Regions from separate parts of the Gossypium hirsutum genome. Here region 2 is linked to region 1. The links are chromatin contacts, called in public Hi-C maps. All regions are on one chromosome and are shown on one strand. Each heading gives the region's core, a stretch centred on a gene start, on an enhancer-like site or on the middle of the called end of the contact. The rest is flanking DNA. Distances are from core to core; before and after follow the strand shown. Region 1 has its middle 24 kb from the start of LOC107893592. Region 2 holds the start of LOC107894493 (putative UDP-glucuronate:xylan alpha-glucuronosyltransferase 4).

Region 1 (3,168 bases), core at 125-2,624:
ATTCTTAAATGTAATAATTAATTCAATTGCCTTCTAATATTAGCTACGCTTAAGCAAGTGTTAAATGTGAAAACCACTCGAATGAATAAACAATCAATTCCACAAAACATTATTAGCAAAACATCGATAATTTCATACTAAGGATGCATAAATATTCTAGCTAGGGGTGAGCGTTTGATCGAATCGAATCGAATGAAAAAACTTTGAGTTAATCGAGTTGAAAAATCCTATTTTATCATCCTAACTCGATTTGAAATTTTCTCGAATCGAGTCGAATGAGATGGAATTCGAATCAAATCGAATCGAATATATTTGTTTGAGTTAAATTAAAAAAAAATTATGCTTATAACCACTGTCATTCACCGTAATCAAATTTGTTATTAACTTTCATCTTATCATAATTCATTTATTAATATTTTATATACGAGTTAGCTTCTTTGCTGACTTAGTTGATTCAATTATCTTCTGATTTTTGTCACTTGTGTATTTTGAAATTAAAAAACATATTAAATAGTAAAAAATGTAAAATTTAATTTAATAATATAAATAATAGATATAAATAAAATTATTACTATTTAGGTTTAGGAAATTTTTTTGGATGATTTTTTTATTTAGGGGTGAAGGTTAAAAGTAAAAGTTTAGGAGGAAAATAAAAAGTTTAGGAGGAAAATAAAAAGTTTTGAGGGTTAGGGGAGTAAAATTTGGGGGGAAGAGGGGAAGTAAATGGGGGGAAAATATATTGGGGTGAAGTAAATGTAAAATATTATAGTTTAAAATATATTGGGGTGAAGTAAATGTAAAATATTATAGTTTGATATTCAATTTATTCGAATTATTCAAGTTATTTAAATTTGAAAATTAAAATCGATTCGAACTTGAAATTTGAAAATAAATTCGAGTTGACTCGAATAACTCGATGATTAGCTGAACGTCGGTGGTTTTCTGCAGCTAGCTCACGTTGCTTCCTCAAAAACTCATTGCACCGTTCTTGGCCTCAATGCTCTCATTCTTGTGTTTTGATTTTTCTGCTCTCGAATTTTGCATGTGTTCGTTCTATTCTATTCTATTGTGTTCTCTGTCGAGTTTTGTTCCTTGGTGCTGAAATTTACTCCCTATTTATACTATTCAGTTCTTTACATCTTTTCTATTTTTAAGCTTAGTGGTTCCTTGATTTTTTTTGTCATTATAGTGGTTTCGTGATTTTCGCTTCCCATAAACTAACAGTAGACTAAGTCCTTTGTGTACATGTTGGAGATTGACTAATCATGCCACAACTTGCACATCTGTGAATTGGCAAAGTGCGAGATGGGGCCTTTGATGTGCTAGCTCTATGCATGTGAACTGTGAACTACGAGCTCTATGTAGGTAAGCAGTGCATCGTGAGTTGTATACTACAAGCTCCCCGCCAGCGAGATGTGTAATGTAGTTGTATTGTATGCGAGCAGTGCATGCGAGCTCCCCGCCAGCGAACGTTGCTTGCGAGCTGTGTAATGTGAGTTGTACTGTATGTGAGGAATGCATGCGAGCTGACAATGCAAGATGTGTATCGTGAGCTCCCCGCCAACAAACAGTGCTTGTGGGCTAAGAACGCTAATTGGCTAGCATACAGGCGTAGTGTGAACTAACCTGCGAACAGGCCAGCCGTGAATTGTCTCGTGGATTGGTGAACTACAATGGGTATGGTAACACCAGTGTGCACGGTAAAAAACAAATTGTTCTTGTTCAAAGATTCATTTTCATAGTTAATCAATTTTTTAAGTTAGTTAAAAAAAAGCATATTTTTATTATTAGGGGTGGTGCCTCCAATGGGTACGGTAACATCAGTGTGCACGGTAAAAAAAACGAATCGTTCTTTTACAAAGATTTATTTTCATAATTAATCAATTTTTTTAAGTTAGTTAAAAAAAGCATTTTTTTTTACTTTTGAAAGCTTCACCAAATAAAAGTAATAAAATATTTTTAACGTTCCATTCCTTTATTAATTTTAGCTAGCAAACAAAATAAATATATATCATTTCCCATTCTTTTAACTTTCAACTTCTTTTTTTCAATTATTTACTCAAATATAGTGTTTTCTTATTTATAATAATATATATAATTGAAATATTAGTTAAAAAAACGAAAGAACATAATTTATTAAATAAAAAATTAATTTTAAAAATATGTATCAATTCGTTGAAAGTTAATAGATCAGATTCGTAGCTGAAGCATCTATTTACACAGTTTTTCCTCTGAATTGCCTTTTTTTTCCCATATCCAACAAGTATCCATGGCAGACCCAAAGCAAGAAGCGATAGAAGTCATCCATTCTTGGTCTGCTCCGAGATCACTCAGTACTAGTCTCATGTATTCGTTTTCTCAGGTAATACCAACTTCCTTTTTCTGGGTTCCTTGTTTGGTAGCTGAGGAAGTTTGACAGAAAAAAATGAAGAAGATGGAAGTATATCATGAATCTTGTTTGTATATATTCTCTGGGTTTGTTTTAAAACGGAACCTTTCATTAAATTTTAAGTACCCCATGACTTTGCTGGGAAAGTTGGGAAAAAATAAGATCAAACACAAATTTTGAACTTTTCTTTTCTTTTCAAAATATGGTTTATTAAGAAGATTGACTGCTGCTCAAGTTGATGAAGAATAAAGAAAAATCTTACTTGTTTTCCAATGTGCTAGCTGCTGATAAAATGGAATTGCTGATTCCATAGTAATTAGCCCATTAGATTTGTTGTGTTATGGTTCTTGGCTGTTTGATTGGTTGCTGAGAAAATTAAAGTAGTGAAGTTGAATCATGAAAAGGTAGTGAAATCACTTGAATGGGTGTTTGTTTTAGGGATTACAAGACTTAGTTTTTTGGAATATGCCAACCTCACTGTTTGAGTGGCTTATTTTAATTGATCATGAGACTTTTGGATCACATTCGCTGGTATCTTCAAGCTTTTGCAGTGTCAGATGCCAATATTTATCCATGCTAAATATTTATCTGACACTGGTATGTTAAAAAAATTCGAAGTTTATCCATGTATTTTGAAGGTTCCTCTGAGGATCATATCCATGTACTCATGTCCGGATATGGGTCATAGTTAGACAGGGGTACTTGAAAAATAAACAAATGAAGACCTTGAGTAACATAGTTGTATTGCTCTACTGGTTTAATAAGTGTTTTACTGAATC
Region 2 (3,093 bases), core at 282-2,781, 77 kb after region 1:
ACAGGCATTACGAATTCTTGGTAATGTCGTTTGGTCTTAAAAACGCACCCTTTACCTTTCAAGCACTGATGAATGAGGTTTTCCGACCATTTCTTCGACAATTTGTTCTTGCCTTCTTCGACGACATATTGATATACAGTGCAATTTGGGCCCTGCATCTGGACCATCTTTGACAGGTTTTGCAGCTCTTGCGTTCTCACCAATCGGTAGTAAACAGTCCAAATGCTTATTTGGACAAAACACTACTTGGGCCATATTATTTCAGCCTAGGGTGTTGTGGTCAACCCAGACAAAATTAAAGTAATTGTCAGCTGGCCCACTCCCACAATAGTTAAATACGTGCGCGCTTTCTTGGGTCTGGCTAGATATTACCGACGTTTTATCCAACATTATGCAACCATAGCGGGCCTATTGACGGATCTAGTTAAAAAGGATGCTTTTGTTTGGACATCTGCAGCAGGCTTGGCTTTCTCCAAATTGCAAAAATTGTTGGCCTCAGCCCCCGTACTCCAGCTTCCGTATTTTTCTAAGCCCTTCACTTTGGAAACGGATGCGTCGGGTATAGGCATTGGCGCCGTTCTATCTCAAGATGACCACCCCATCGCGTTTTTTAGTCAAAAACCTTATCACATCAAAGACAGTGTCAACAACCTTTCAAAGGAGTTGCCATTTTTACTACTTCAGCTGCTATTTCTGGAACTCCATTGCCAACTATACACCGGATCATTGTGCTCCATTGTGAAAAACCATATTTTTATTTATATATATATTAAATTATTTATGTATTTATATATTTTTTAAAGTTTAGAATTAAGAGAAAATTAATAATATTGTTTTTATAATATATAAAAAAATAAAAAGAAATGTTTATTTTATATGATGATTAAAAACTACTTTATTGGATTAATATATTTTATATAATGATTTGGTTTTGATTATTGTTACTTGTTTAAAAAAAATTATTGTATTGATAAATTTTCAAAAATATAAATGATGTAATTATAATTTCGTACTATCAAACATGATATGTGGAATTATGATGTAACTATACTCTATTAATTAAAATTATAATTTTTTTTTGTAATTACAAGATAATATAATTACTACCCTAATAATTTATATTTTAATTCAATTAATTTGTGTTGTACAAACAAATGAAATAATAAATGTGTATAATAAGAGGTGTTAAAAGAGAGTTTTATTATGTAGTGTAGACATGTTAAATCAAATAAAAAATGATGGGAAGTAGAAAATATATATAAATAATAGTAAAATTTAAATTCTCCATTTTGAGAATGGGAGAAGAATGTGGCTTTAACTACAGCTGATAAAAATAAAATCGTAAATAAATTTAAATGCAATTACAATGAAATGATGAATAAAAACGTGGAAACATAAAACTAAATTCGTAAAATCCCCAAAATCTAAACGGACAAAAATGGCATGAATGTATTTGGCAACAAATTTATAAACCATAAAAATATTTCCAAAGTAAGTAAAAATGAGAAAGCAGGTAAGGTTTTAAATAAAAATGAACAGCCACGTAAATACAACCATGCACGTGTTATATTTCCCTTCAAACTCTCTTCTTCGGTTCTTCCCATTCAACGTTCTAAGAAATTGAATCAATACTCCAAAAATGGCTTCCAAATCCTTCCATTGCAACCAAAAATCCTTCACTCTCTCAATAACACTTCTCTCTTTATCCTTGATCATTTTCGTTTTATTTTCCAGATCAAATTACAACATCATCGATGCTTTTAAACACAATCCGCCTCCCTCCAACCAACGCTTCAGAAACCTCGATCTTCTTCAAGAAGAGATTAATAGTAAGAAGGAGATTAAAATCGGTTTAGTTAATATCAATTCCAATGAAGAAATCCAATATCAGCTACCCGGTTCAGTTGTTAGCACCGTCCACGTTCGCTTCGATCGTGTTTCCAAGAAGAGAAAATGGGAGGATTTTTTCCCCTTCCGGATCGATGAAAACCAGCAGAATTGTCCGGAGATTCCGATGCCAGCCCTGGAGAAGTACCAGGATCTGGACGTGGTGGTGGCGAAGCTGCCTTGCAAAGGGTGGAGCGGGAAAAGCGGGATGAGGGATGTGTTTATGCTTCAAGTGAATTTGGTGGTGGCGAATATATTGGTAGAGAGTGGGTGGGTGACGCCGGAGGTAAAACGGGCGGTGTACGCAGTCTTTGTGGGGAGCTGTGGGCCGATGCAGGAGATATTCAGATGCGAAGATCTGTTGAGGAAAGTGGAGGATCATAGGGTGTATAAGCCTGAGCTAAGGAGGCTTAAACAAACCATGCTTATGCCTCCAGGCTCCTGCCAACTTGCACAGCCATACGGTGAAACTGGTATTTTACTGTTTTTTTCTTTTCCCTTTTTCAACTTTTGAAATTTTCCAATATTTTCAATTCAGTCCGGTCTGATTTTCACATACACTTCTTGAGAGGGCCTGAAACAAAATAATGTTTAAATTTTGAATAATTTAATTCAATGATTTGGAGGGAGGCTTACAAGTTTTACAAAAATAAACACACAAACTCTTTTCTTTTCTCTTTTTTTTTTGGAAGGTATTCATGACATTACTGGTAAGTAGATTTTTTTTAATAATCTAATTATAAAAATTACTTATAGTGCCTCCTTAATTCATAAATAAAAAATAATGCGTTTCAGCGCTTACATCTACCTACATTAACAATAATGCTTATATCAATCAAAACTATAAATTTCAAATTACTGTTTTTTATTGAAAATTTTGAATTTTTGTTTAAGAGTGGCAATTCTAGAAGGAAATGATAATAACTATTTTTTTAAAGAAAATGTAGTGCATTTTTTTTTAATTCAGTAAAATTAATGCATTAAATATATTTTTTTAATAAAATGATAATTAATTTATTTAAGCATTTGGTAAATAAACTCATAAATTAATGGGTTTAAGTTTCCTTCCTTGTAAATTAATTAATGTAACCAACACACAAATATATATATATTTGCATAAATTTGATCATTCAACAAATTCCAACATTAATTTTTTCAGTTCAAAATATTAGTAATTGTAATTAGATTTTCTAGATAAATAATCAT

The links. Hi-C and Micro-C count contacts between places; a contact is called where the count stands out from the background.
Region 2: a Hi-C map of leaf shows a contact between it and region 1, with 1.8 times the contacts expected there. The contact joins the promoter of LOC107894493 here to the enhancer-like site in region 1. A contact is called at or near these places in 4 of 34 Hi-C or Micro-C datasets (hypocotyl and leaf).

Annotation. Positions count from the first base shown.
Region 1 is chrA13:75,801,922-75,805,089 of Gossypium_hirsutum_v2.1, forward strand. It overlaps the pseudogene LOC107893590. Among protein-coding and RNA genes, the nearest start is that of LOC107893592, 24 kb to the left of the region's middle. Within about 2 kb of position 1,375, at least 8 of the 9 cell types and tissues checked have an H3K27ac peak or open chromatin away from gene starts, as enhancers often do. A contact at or near this core is called in hypocotyl and leaf, where this site is marked.
Region 2 is chrA13:75,878,758-75,881,850 of Gossypium_hirsutum_v2.1, forward strand. It overlaps LOC107894493 (putative UDP-glucuronate:xylan alpha-glucuronosyltransferase 4), which reads left to right and starts at 1,532. Exons shown (of 2, transcript XM_016819763.2): 1 at 1,532-2,360. The coding sequence starts at 1,640.